2 separate regions of the Bombyx mori genome follow, and region 1 is linked to region 2. Evidence: chromatin contacts called from public Hi-C data. All regions are on one chromosome and are shown on one strand. The core of a region is the stretch at or near the end of the contact, and the rest is flanking DNA. Distances in the headings are between cores, read along the strand shown.

The links. A called contact is a pair of places that touch in the nucleus more often than the background predicts.
Region 1: a Hi-C map of whole pupa shows a contact between it and region 2, with 8 times the contacts expected there. The contact joins the promoter of LOC101739127 here to the enhancer-like site in region 2. A contact is called at or near these places in 4 of 7 Hi-C or Micro-C datasets (midgut and whole pupa).

Annotation. Positions count from the first base shown.
Region 1 is chr17:613,413-619,962 of ASM3026992v2, reverse strand. It overlaps LOC101739127 (protein singed), which reads left to right and starts at 2,333. Exons shown (of 10, transcript XM_038017024.2): 1 at 2,333-2,687.
Region 2 is chr17:570,201-575,832 of ASM3026992v2, reverse strand. It overlaps LOC101739127 (protein singed), which reads left to right. Exons shown (of 10, transcript XM_038017024.2): 4 at 324-471; 5 at 2,814-2,999; 6 at 4,541-4,769. Among protein-coding and RNA genes, the nearest start is that of LOC101740327, 40 kb to the right of the region's middle. Within about 2 kb of position 3,567, at least 3 of the 8 cell types and tissues checked have open chromatin away from gene starts, as enhancers often do.

The DNA of each region.
Region 1 (6,550 bases), core at 1,084-3,583, 45 kb before region 2:
AGTACAAAACGGCAGGCCTTATTAAGGTCTTAAATATTGACCCTTTTAGAGAAAAAAAAAGTGTAAGTCAAACGTAGTGCCCGTGACCAGCAGCCATTTCATCCATCCTGCGTCAATTCTGTACCTCACATTACGATCCTCTTCTCCCACATATCACTAATTATATAAATTCATAATTAAAAATAAGCTTTTTTAATTATGTTATCTAAAACTAAATTTTAGATCAAACCAATCAATTTATTACATAACACGACATATTACAATAACTTGACGCGATGTTTATCATTCATAAAATGTAACCGTTGCATGTTTAACGTTCGTGTGAATGAAGAACACTTTGAACTAATTGTTTGTCATCGTTTTTCAACTGTCAATCGACAGTTTAATTTGTTTTCAAATACCACACCAGATGGCACTCTTTGCTATTTTTAAATTAACATCGTTATAGGCTAAATTGACTTAAAATAACGTTTTAAAAATATCATGGCGCCGCCGCCGGTGTTTATTAATCGTTTTATTTTTTAGTTAATAGTAAATGATAGTTAAAACCAACTTCTACGGTTAAATATCGCATTTAACCGTAGAAGTCGTCGTGGCCTAAAGGATAAGACGTCCGGTGCGTTCGTATCTAGCGATGCACCGGTGTTCGAATCCCGCTGGCGGGTACCAATTTTTATAATGAAATACGTACTTAACAAATGTTCACGATTGACTTCCACGGTGAAGAAACAGAAATACATCGTGTAATAAAAATCAAACACGAAAAATTATCATTCGTGTAATTAGTGGTGGTAGGACCTCTTGTGAGTCCGCACGGGTAGGTACCACCGCCCCGCCTATTTCTGCCGTGAAGCAGTAATGCGTTTTGATTTAAAGGGTGGGGCAGCCGTTGTAACTATACTGAGACCTTAGATCTTATATCTGAAAGTGTGTGGCGCATTTGCGTTGTAGATGTCTATGGGCTCCAGTAATCACTTAACACCAGGTGGGCTGTGAGCTCATTCACACACTTAAGCAAAAAAAAAAAAATTGCTGTTCTCATTTTACCATTACTGACGTTACGAATACCTTACAGTTTTCGTGGTCACGGAAGACCCTAATACAGTTAGATAACAGTAAACGAAAGCTTAAATCGTTAATGCATCTATGTCTACCATCGAAGAAAACTGAAGAGACTACAACATTGTACAATTCTACGAATAAATAAATACAATTTATATTTTATTTTAAAGTTATGTTTTCAAATTGGCCTTTAGTTTCACTAGCGCGTTTCTTTAAGAATACATTAAAGTTTTTCCTTGTGAAGTCGTTCGAAACATTTTCTAATCCACTTATGTATCTAAGATAAAGAGAAACCGCTAATATAATATGGTGATTTGCCACTCATATTTTCAACAGCCACCTTGTTCCCTCAGCGTAAAATATATGTAAATTGTGCGCAATACCGTTTGCCGACTTTTGCCTCTTTATACGATGTCAGAAGAAAGTAGGTACGTAAATGCGTGAAGTATTCTATTGCTTTGATATTTGGACGAGCTCACGGCCCACCTGATGTTAAGCGGTCATCAGAGCCCATAGACACATCGTAAACATCGCCACCCACGTTGTGTGTGAGAGAGAGAGAAAGTACGCTGCATTTGCATTGTACACAAAATAACAAAGAAACAAATTACACTTGTGACATAAGTTCTAAGTCTCAGTTTTACGGTACAACGATAAATAATTACCGGCAAATTGTATGAAGTGGCTATTTGCTAAGCCTTAATTCTTAGACGTTATTTTTACACATTAGATACCTACTTACCCGCCCAGGCGTAGCTGGAATAGCCTCTTAGACTACCAGCAAATAGGTAGGAAAAAAAGTTTCCTACGCCATTTTATGACACTGGAATTTACAAAAAGCTTTCTTTGATAAATCATTCTTTGAAGGATCCCGAGTGGTAGGCAGCGACCTTACTTTGCCTCTGGCTCTAGTTATTTGTAAAAGTGATGGTGACCACTCATAACCGACGAGCATCTGATGATGAGTACCATGAAATGCACGTTACTAGCAGTAGAACCAAAAACCTAAGAATATTATGCTCACCAAGACACCTACAAATTCAAACACACATATAAATTAAAACAGCACTTTTGTAAAAATTTTAATTGCATTAATTAGTTACAGTATGTAAGTAACTAGACAGTGAACAATTTAATGAGAAGTGCAGAATATTTGTAATGAGATTATCAACTTTATAAAACTAATTATTGCAGGGAATGTTTTCAAAATTTCACGCGTATAATTTATGATTCGTTTAATATTTTATTGGTTAAGTGGAAGAGCATTCTATTTTCTCATTGGATGTGCATTATAACGGGTGTCCCGCGGCTACCTTCACTCGCGTCATCTCAAGCGATCACCAAGCGCCATCTTCAAGCCGTTCAGTCCGCCGCGAACAGCTGTGGGAGACGTAAGCGTTTATAAAAATTTTACATTTTAAAAATTCACCGGACAATATAAACCGGCAATTTTTTTTAACTGTAATTTACGATAGATTCCGACAATTAAGTGTTAACCTAATTGATGAAAAGTGAAGACTGATATAAATAATTATTATATTTTTGTAGTTAGTGCATTTTGTGGTTTTCTCGCGATCTCGCGATTGCATTTCTTCTGCGGTGTAAACCAGCTCGAGTGTGAAAAGGTGAGTTTTTATAATACTAGAATGTGTCTGTTAGGTTGATGGCCGGGCGCGCCGGTGCCCGCTCATGGGGGAGTCGGCTCCCGCGAATCGATTGTGCCAGGACGCGGTGTACATACCCCTACATACCTAAATGTTCCGGGTGTAGGGTGGAATGGTACACCCTCACTCTGTCGTGCGTATAGAAGCACGTATTTGTCGTTTCACTTATTGTTCGTGATCTTGAACTAGCTGCGGCGCACCGACTCTGTTATGAATATAAATTATTTATAAACACCTTTTGTTCAAAGATGTTGAATGTTTTTTCAGCTGGATTTATTAGCCGAGCTGGGTCTAGTGGGGACCTATAGTAAACTTGCTACCTACGTTTGGAAATAATCACTACCCTCGCATACTTAGAGAAGTAATTTTATGTAAATTTAAACAAAGAAATTTGTAGTTTTAATCTTGCCGCATACATGCCTACTTGTAATAAGTGACTATCAAATGAAAAATAAAGCAAAACTTGCATATTATAACTTACTTTTTAAAGGAGCACGGTTCTAGTGTGCGTCTTTTTGTTTAATAAGTTGTGTTATTCTTTAATACATTATGCTGCAGATTACCTACCTTAGGTGCGTAATAAAAAATTTCGAGTTTAGGTATGAAACATGCTATGAAAGGAGTTTTGCCTCTTTCTTTGGAACATTCTGTAGACTGTAGCAGTGTACACTATACGGATTCACGTTGAGGTTTTACATGAGCTGGTGTTAGACATCTAGGTATATTGGGATTTACGCTATGTAATGTTATTAAAATATTAGCCATGGTCGGACGGGTCAGAAGTCCAGTGTATTCGTATGGAGTATTCCAGAGTTGTAGCCGTGCCGAGGTTGAAATCATTCAGACAGGAAATAATTTTCTTTCACATTGGTAGTCGTACCTTATGACCCAATAAATATCGATTGTTCTAAGTAAACGTACGCAATGCGTTCACGAACGATTTCAACGATGAGGGAATAAAAATAACAACAGAAACTCCAAAACATTGAGGCTTTAACAAATACACGAACAATAAAATGGAAGCGGGCTGACGCATCTTCGGTACACAGATAAAACACAAGCTATAGAGACCGCGCGGGCAGACCAAAAGAGCTCATGACATTAAACAGATGACGATAATAACTGAATTGACTTAGTCAAGAACCGGGAGATGTGGAAGAAGAGGAGGAGAAGTCTTTTATAAGAAATAAAATAAATCTATTAATTCTTAAAGGAAACGCATAGGCAAATGCACAATATCTCTAATGTCAATAGGAAATATGTCATATTTTAATTATTAATATGTAGTAGTAAAACAAATTTAAAATTGCATAGTTAATAATAGTAATTAAGTGGTAGAGCAGATTATAAGCTCGCAAGAGTAATTGCGACCAGTCCGCCTATTTGTGCCCTGAAGCAGTCATAGTGGTCACCATCCAGGCCTAGTGGTGTACTCGAATTCGCGATGAGTACCACTTCTCATCTAGCGTCCTCCGATCAACACACACAGTCAGTTTTCTCTATATAGAAAAAAAAAGTGCGTAAAACTTTTACCGTATCATCATAGATAGCCATTATGCCTATTCCGGTCCTAGCTCACGACCATTGGTCGCATGTAATGTCAACGTTCCCGTCATTGATAATTTAAGTTTCAAAGTTTACATTACTATCATCACGACTAAAAATACTCAATCTAAGACTATAACGGATTTAAAAAAGGAATTTTTAATTTTCAACGCACCTAATTTCAATGCCCTTAATTTGAAACCAGAAGAATGTGAACAATGATGGGTAAATTCACCAGTACCTTTAGCCACGCGTTTTTGTTTTCGGCGAAGAGCTAGTGAGTTGCGGGTATTTGAATTGTTCAAATCCGATCGTTTGCTGTTTTGTTGTTGAGGTCACATTCTAACAGGAAAATACTAAAAAATTCAGCTGCTATGAATATTTTAGGCGCATCGACTATAACAATACAGAAATCTAAAGTTTATTGCGAAACAACTCACGAATTCTAATAATGATTGCACACATAAACTTAATTTTAAAAGTAATAAAACATTTCTATAAAATTTAATGGAATCGTTTTGCTGTCGTTACATTATGCAGTTTTGTAAAATTAATTGTAGATCTTTACCTGATTTTATGGAAACTTAGATTGAACTATACGAGTATACTTAAAATATTCACTAATACTCTAATTGGCGACGATCGGGAATCCTGTACATTAAGAATTATGTTGGACATTTTCTAAATATTAGAAGTAGTCCTAAGCTACGATCAAACTTGTTCCAGGCTTATCGAAAACCTAACACCAAATATGCCTTCACTTAAGTACAACAAATGTAATTCTCGAGCTCCGCGTCCGTTTCTGTATTGAGCAGATGGAGATTCACCTGGCGTTCGGTTTAGTCGTTGTGCCACTTTAGGCCGTTGACCTTACACCAGAGCGTGGAAGCCGCTATCAATCTAGATATACTGTTGAAATTCTAACTGCCGACTATTCCATATATAACACTCAATCGCAGCACAAATTTAGCACAGAGGAATCGTTTTAAAATCCGATCATCTCTGATAAGTTACGCTGCGCCGACGCTCAATTATTAACCACAATTTTAACCACTAATTGGCTGTACATGTTTTCTACGTGTTATTTTATGAAGCGCATCAGTGTGTTTGAATTCCACAAGAGCGCAGTCGCAGCACGCGTCTAGAATCAGACCGCGTCGGCGCGAATGTCCTCCGGCCAATATCATGTGTCCATCTAACGAGCTCTTCACGCGCCATTAACGCAACTGCCTATATATATTGCAGTTTATTTCTTTTAATGTATTCTCCCTCATAATTTGATGCGTTATAGACCCTGCTAGATTCTGCGAAGTACTGCTTTTGCTAGGACTAGTGTTAGCAACGTCCTCAGGTTAGAGCCCCGTGAACTCACCTACTCGCTCGGTACCGCCGGCATAGCCCCGTGAGGCTACCAGCTTAGGTAGGAAAAAAAAGTACAGAGTACCTAACTCGGTTCCAGATTACTGCTATTTTAAATTAAGCCATGGACAATTATCTTTATACCGTATCGAAAAAACATTAAACAGGATTATCGTAAAACACCAACGATAAAATGATTGATCACATTTTGAATAAGCTAATCGGAAATCTAAAAGAATCATTCGATAATTACGGTTTATGGAATTCCAAATTTAACTAGACTTAAACTGTGTACAATTACCGACACGGCGCCGGCGCCACGGTTTTTGTGTTCGTCTATTTGAAAACGTTCGCGTTCCTAAAATATCTTTTTTTTATTTTACCTAAGCCGGTAGCCTTTGAGGACTATGCCAGCATCACCGAGCGAATAGGTGAGCTCACGGAGCTCTAACCTGAGGACGTGGGTAACACTGGCCCTAGTAAGAGCAGTGCTCCGCAAAATCTACCACCGGATCGGAAACGCGACCCACTGAGAATATCCGGCGAGAAACTCCTTGGGCTGTCTCTGAGGGCTATTTTACTCGCCGAGCCCTTCGTCGGAAGCGACGGATTCGATGAGAACGATGACCGGTGCTTGAGGCACCTAAAAAGAGATCCGAAATGACGTGTCATATCTAAATGTTTGTGTTAATATTACTTGAGCATGTCTCTTTTATTTCGAAGCTACTCATGGACCACTATTATTCATTATGTAAATTTGTAGTGGTCAACAGTAAAACGCGCTTTACCAAAAACCAATTGACTTGCAAATTGACAGTTGTTGGTCTTAACAATTTTTTTGAATAAATTATAACAAACTTGTACTGATGTTCAATGCGGACACGTGTTTATAAATGAATCTTTAAAACTGTCTACAAGAG
Region 2 (5,632 bases), core at 2,318-4,817:
AGACTAGCTGTACCCGTCCGCTTCGCTGGGCATTTAAAATTAACATTATTATTTCTCACCCCGACAAAGATTTTCATCATTAACGCCCCCGCAACTGGTGTAGGGAGTCCAACACTCATATAAGTATTAGCCTATCCATTAAGTACATGTATTTTCTACATGGATACCAAGTCAATCAGATGCATGGTTCAGTAGTTATAACGGAACATCCGTAAAAACCACTGTAGATTTATATATTAGTATAGATAGTATAGATTTTACTTCTTCCACGTCACGAAACCGTCCGTGTTTGTCTGTAACACACGTAATTGTTATTGTCGTAGTGTCTCCGACGACAACAGCGGCCGCTGGGCGCTGCGTAACGTCGAGCGTGGCTATTTCCTGGGCTCCAGCTCGGACAAACTGACCTGCACCGCCAAGGTCCCCGGAGACGCCGAACTTTGGCACGTCCATCTAGCCGCCAGACCTCAGGTAAGGATTAAAATGTGCAGTATCAATGTGATTTGAATTTTTACGGAAATTCTACTTGTATTTTGGAAGGAATGCGTAATTATGATAATAAAATGCAAATCATTGAACCATCAACGGATGAAGGTCCTACTGGTGGTAGGACCTCTTGTGAGTCCGCAAGGGTAGGTACCACCACCCCGCCTATTGCCTAGATGGGTGGACGAGTTCACAGCCCACCTGGTGTTAAGTGGTTACTAAAGCCCATAGACATCTACAACGTAAATGCGCCACCCACCTTGAGATATAAGTTCTAAAGTCTCAAGTATAGTTACAACGGCTGCCCCACCCTTCAAACCGAAACGCATTACTGCTTCACGGCAGAAATAGCCACGGTGGTACCTACCCGTGCGGACTCACAAGAGGTCCTAGCACCAGAAAAAAAATATTTGTACCAAAGTATTTGTGTACATAGACAAGCATAATGCGTAAATATGTATGTAAGTATGTGTAAACAGTAGGTACATGGCAAGTCTTCGCTATCAGCTGTCACTCCGATTGATATAAATATCCTTTTATATAAGGTCGTTGAACATTTATCGTTTATTCAATATTATTTAATGTTTAGTTTACGAGAATTGTTAATAATACTTCTAAAATGTTCACATTTCTTTGTCATCTACAGGGTGTTAGCCAAAATATAATATTGTTCTACATTAATATATGTTTAACATATGTACTTATTCATTTAGTATGTGAATAAAGAATCTATAGTGTATAACGTGTGAGAGTGTTTTAGTGTGACAGGTATCAGGAGAAAAGTCATCGTTTTCTCATGCTATCTCATTGTAGGGTGACAGCTTTCTCTCTTGTCAATAGTTCGAAGGCTGTATCTCCTCTAACTACGGAAGGCCCTGCGACTTCTTCTTCTCTGCTTCAAGAAACACTTTCCAGAACCATATCATTACTTTCGTTGGGTTGACACAATTCTCAAACGTTTCCACCGCGTGCGTAGTAATGCATATTTTGGAGATAATCACAATCGATGAATGTTTTTTATCTCGAAAATGATATGTCATTCAAATTCCGTTACTGTGGGACAGACACCGCGAGATGCGGTCGGATGTTCTCACATTTCTAAAGACAATTGCTTTTATCATCAGCAATTTTGTTTGTATTGTTTTAGTTTCAGTATGTTGGTAATGATTCCCGGTTGGCGTCACGATCTTCTCGGATTCCGACAAGAATAATCTTGTCGGAAACTTAATATATAAAGAGTTAAATTGAGCTAAGAATTCTTAGGTCGAATCTTCGATCTCATGCCGAACAACCGAGATCGAATCTTAATTGGGTTTTATAACTGCTAAACTTACCTCCGGCTCTAATAACTGTGAATTAATTTTTTTCAAATTCATGTAATTGTTGTTACTCCTAATGAATACTAGTCTTCGACAACAATAGTGATACAATGAAACCGTCATCACGGGCTAGTGTGCTTAGTGCAAGTTTCTTAACGTTCTCGATAGCGTAAAAGTTAACTCAAATTTGTATGGAGTTGGAACAGCGCCCCTAGCGGCAAACGTAGGCAAACGTTAAAAAACTGGCACTAAGCACACAGACCACCACTAAACTCACTTGCAGCATTACGTTGCAGTTCCTACACTCTCATTACGGTAAAGTGATGGTTTAGCGAACGTGAGTGTGCCGATGCACGGTGATGAGACAGACGCCTTCGTCTCTAATGACGCGCTTGGCAGTTAGATACTTACACGAGTATGTTACCGCTAGCCGCGTCATCTTAGCAACGGATTTGATTGATTTCAATATATGTCTTGAGATGTGAACTCAAAATGTTATCCAGTAAAAAAAAGTCATTAGTTTGAAAGACGGAACGTTATACAGTACAGTTGAGGCTTCGATCTCATGCTATGATGTCAATGGGCTCCGATAGCAACTTAATCGCGCGGTCTTAGAAGACGCCCCACCATGACTACTTTGGCAAGTTCCTTCTAAAATGTCCTCATCATGGAACGCGTGAGCGTGTCAAATAAGTATTTCCTTAGAAATAATGATACCTAGCTGTGGACTCGAATATCGGCGCATCGCTCGATACGAATAAACTTAAGACATAGCGATTGTAAAGAGAGTCCCTTATTTCCTCAAGTTAGAGCCACGTGAGCTCACCTAATCATTCGATTACGCTGGCATAACTTTCTAAGTTACCAAGTTACGTAGGAAAAAAAAACCTACACGAATCATTCACGAGTCATTGCCTTAGGACCAGCAGGAGAAACCTAGGTCGCGTAAAGACCCCGATAATAATCAATAAGTGAACGTCCGTTGAGTCCACTGCAAATTGTTCGCAGATGAACCTCCGCTCGATCGGCCGCAAGCGTTTCGCTCACCTCTCGGAGTCGCTCGACGAGATCCACGTGGACGCTAACGTGCCGTGGGGCGAGGACACGCTGTTCACGCTGGAGTTCCGCGCTGACGAGGGCGGCAAGTACGCGCTCCACACCTGCAACAACAAGTACTTGAACGCAGGAGGGAAGGTAACTGGCATCAACACTCAAACTTCACTAACCTTTTTTTTATAGCCCTTGAAGGAGGACGAGGATACGGCCCACCTCATGGTGAGTGATTTCCGTCACCCATGGACTTCAGTAATGCCAGGGACGGAGCCAAGCCGCTGACTAATATTCTTAGTTTCTTATCAAATGATATAGGTCGCCACTCTACCGTCAGCCCTCCTATGGTAGTCATGGAATTGACAAACGAATTAGTGGAATGATTACGTGAGGAACATGGCCTTACTATGGAGAAACGACTAGAAGGTGTGAAGCGAAACTTTCTTACAGCCAACACCATGCTTTGGGCTTGTTAGATTCATCTTAACGCATCATCAAGTACCGTTCAGTGCTTCAAAGCAATCATTACTGTCCACATTTACCGTTACGTTTTAAATTCTATAAGAGTTCTTTATAAAGATGACTAAAACGCAATTAAATGAAAGGGAGTGTCCATTGTTCCAATTGTCTCGTAATGTAAGTAGTATGAAGTAACCGATTATGGGTAAGCACTTGTCATACTCGGTTGAGTATGTCGTATGTGCAATTAAATGATACGCGGTCATCATATTATAGGGACTTTCCTTTTCATTGTCTGTGTATAATCATGCCTGTTTTACTGACCTAGACGGACAGGTGAATCCATGATCGACACACATTTTGTGTGAAACATTTTGTCAATATTATGAATGGTAGAGATTTGCACCTCAGAAGAGTGACACATTACAAATCACATGGGGCTGGAGTGAAACACTTGATAGTGTAGCCCTTGAAGCTAATATTAAAAAAATCCTGGGAGTCGTCGCACCATCACCGAAACTTATTATAGCTTATTATATATTATTATAACACTGATGTATTAAAAGTGGCAGGTGCTGATCATATTTTGTTGTTTATGGGCTCACTTTGGTTGTCGCCGTGGCCTTAAGACGTCCAGTGCATTCGTATCTAGCGATGCACCGGTGTTTGAATCCCGCAGGCGGGTACCAATTTTTCTAACAAAATACGTACTTCGCAAGTGTTCACGATTGACCTTCACGGTGAAGGAATAACATCGTGTAATAAAAATCAAACCCGCAAAATTATAATTTGCGTAATTACTGGTGGTAGGACCTCTTGTGAGTCCGCGCGGGTAGGTACCACCACCCCGCCTATTTCTGCTGTGAAGCAGTAATGCGTTTCGGTTTGAAGTATGGGGCAGCCGTTGTAACTATACTTGAGACCTTAAAACTTATATCTCAAGGTGGGAGGCGCATTTAAGTTGTAGATGTCTATGGGCTCCAGTAACTACGAGCGCTATGACATGTCCTTCTTCAAACGAGGCTTGTGGAGAGTATTAAGCGGTAGACGGCGGCTTGGTTCTGCCCCTGGCATTGCTGACGTCCATGAGCGACGGTAACAACTCACCATCAGGTGGGCCGTATGCTCGTCTGCCTATACGGCAAAAAATTAAAATAAAAACACTAGGTGGGCTGTGAGCTCGTCCACCCATCTAAGCAATAAAAAAATAAAAAACTTTCCTGCAGCTCCAAGACACGTGCACCAGCGAGTGCCTGTTCAGCGCGGAGTACCACGCGGGCGCGCTGGCGCTGCGGGACGGCTCGGGCGCCTACCTCGCGCCCATCGGCTCCAAGGCGGTCCTCAAGACGCGCTCCACCGCCGTCACCAGGGACGAACTCTTCTCATTGGAAGACAGCCTCCCGCAAGCTGCCTTCGTGGCGGCTCTCAACGACAAATATGTTTCTGTAAAACAAGGTAACTTTAATGAACCACTATTTAATTGAAAATATTTATATTGAACTGAGTATTTTTTTCATGTGTTTAGCTGGATGGTGCAGATTACGTAGGTAATAAAGTAAGAACTGATCTATACAGGGAGTAACCTTTCTCAAAGCTTAATAATATAATGCTGCCAATACGTACTGCGAAATACGCAATGTAAAACGAACACAGTTCTCTCGGGGCAATGAACCCGTATGTCCGCTGATTTGAAATTGTGTTTCATTGCGTGCATATAAATATATGGGTGTACTAAAGAGGTTATCTATGAGGCAGCAGAATTATGTGGATTATTCGCCTTATGCTGCTACTATTGTTAGTGGTTTTCAAAACAGTTTAAACCTTTATCGTATTTTCTGAGTCCTGCCAAAAAACCAGAAACACTTAATTACTATGTACCTACGTGTTGTCAGTAGTGTCTCCAATGCGTGAGCTCAGCTCCCAGCCCCGTGCTATGGAAAGAGTACTGGCGCGTAGTCTTTGAATATTCATTTATAATCTAGACTAGTCTAGTAAGTGAGGCTGAATCCGACGTGAACACGTCTCGATCTCGGCCTGATGCGAAGTCACGTTCCGTACACTCAGATTACTCGACAGTAAAGCCGCGACAGGGTCACGAGCGGAGCGGGCAACAAGCAGTTTGCAAATAGCAGACTGTCTCTAAGTTGATCGACCTCCAAAGAATTTTTATTTGTCACTAGCTGACCCGGCAGACTTCGTAGTGCCTCAATCGAGAAATAAAATACCTAAACTTTTGTATAAAATAAACATAAAACAAACAAAAGGTATCCGTCCGCCGGTAGACACATCAAAGGAAAAACAAAATTGTTATTTTTATT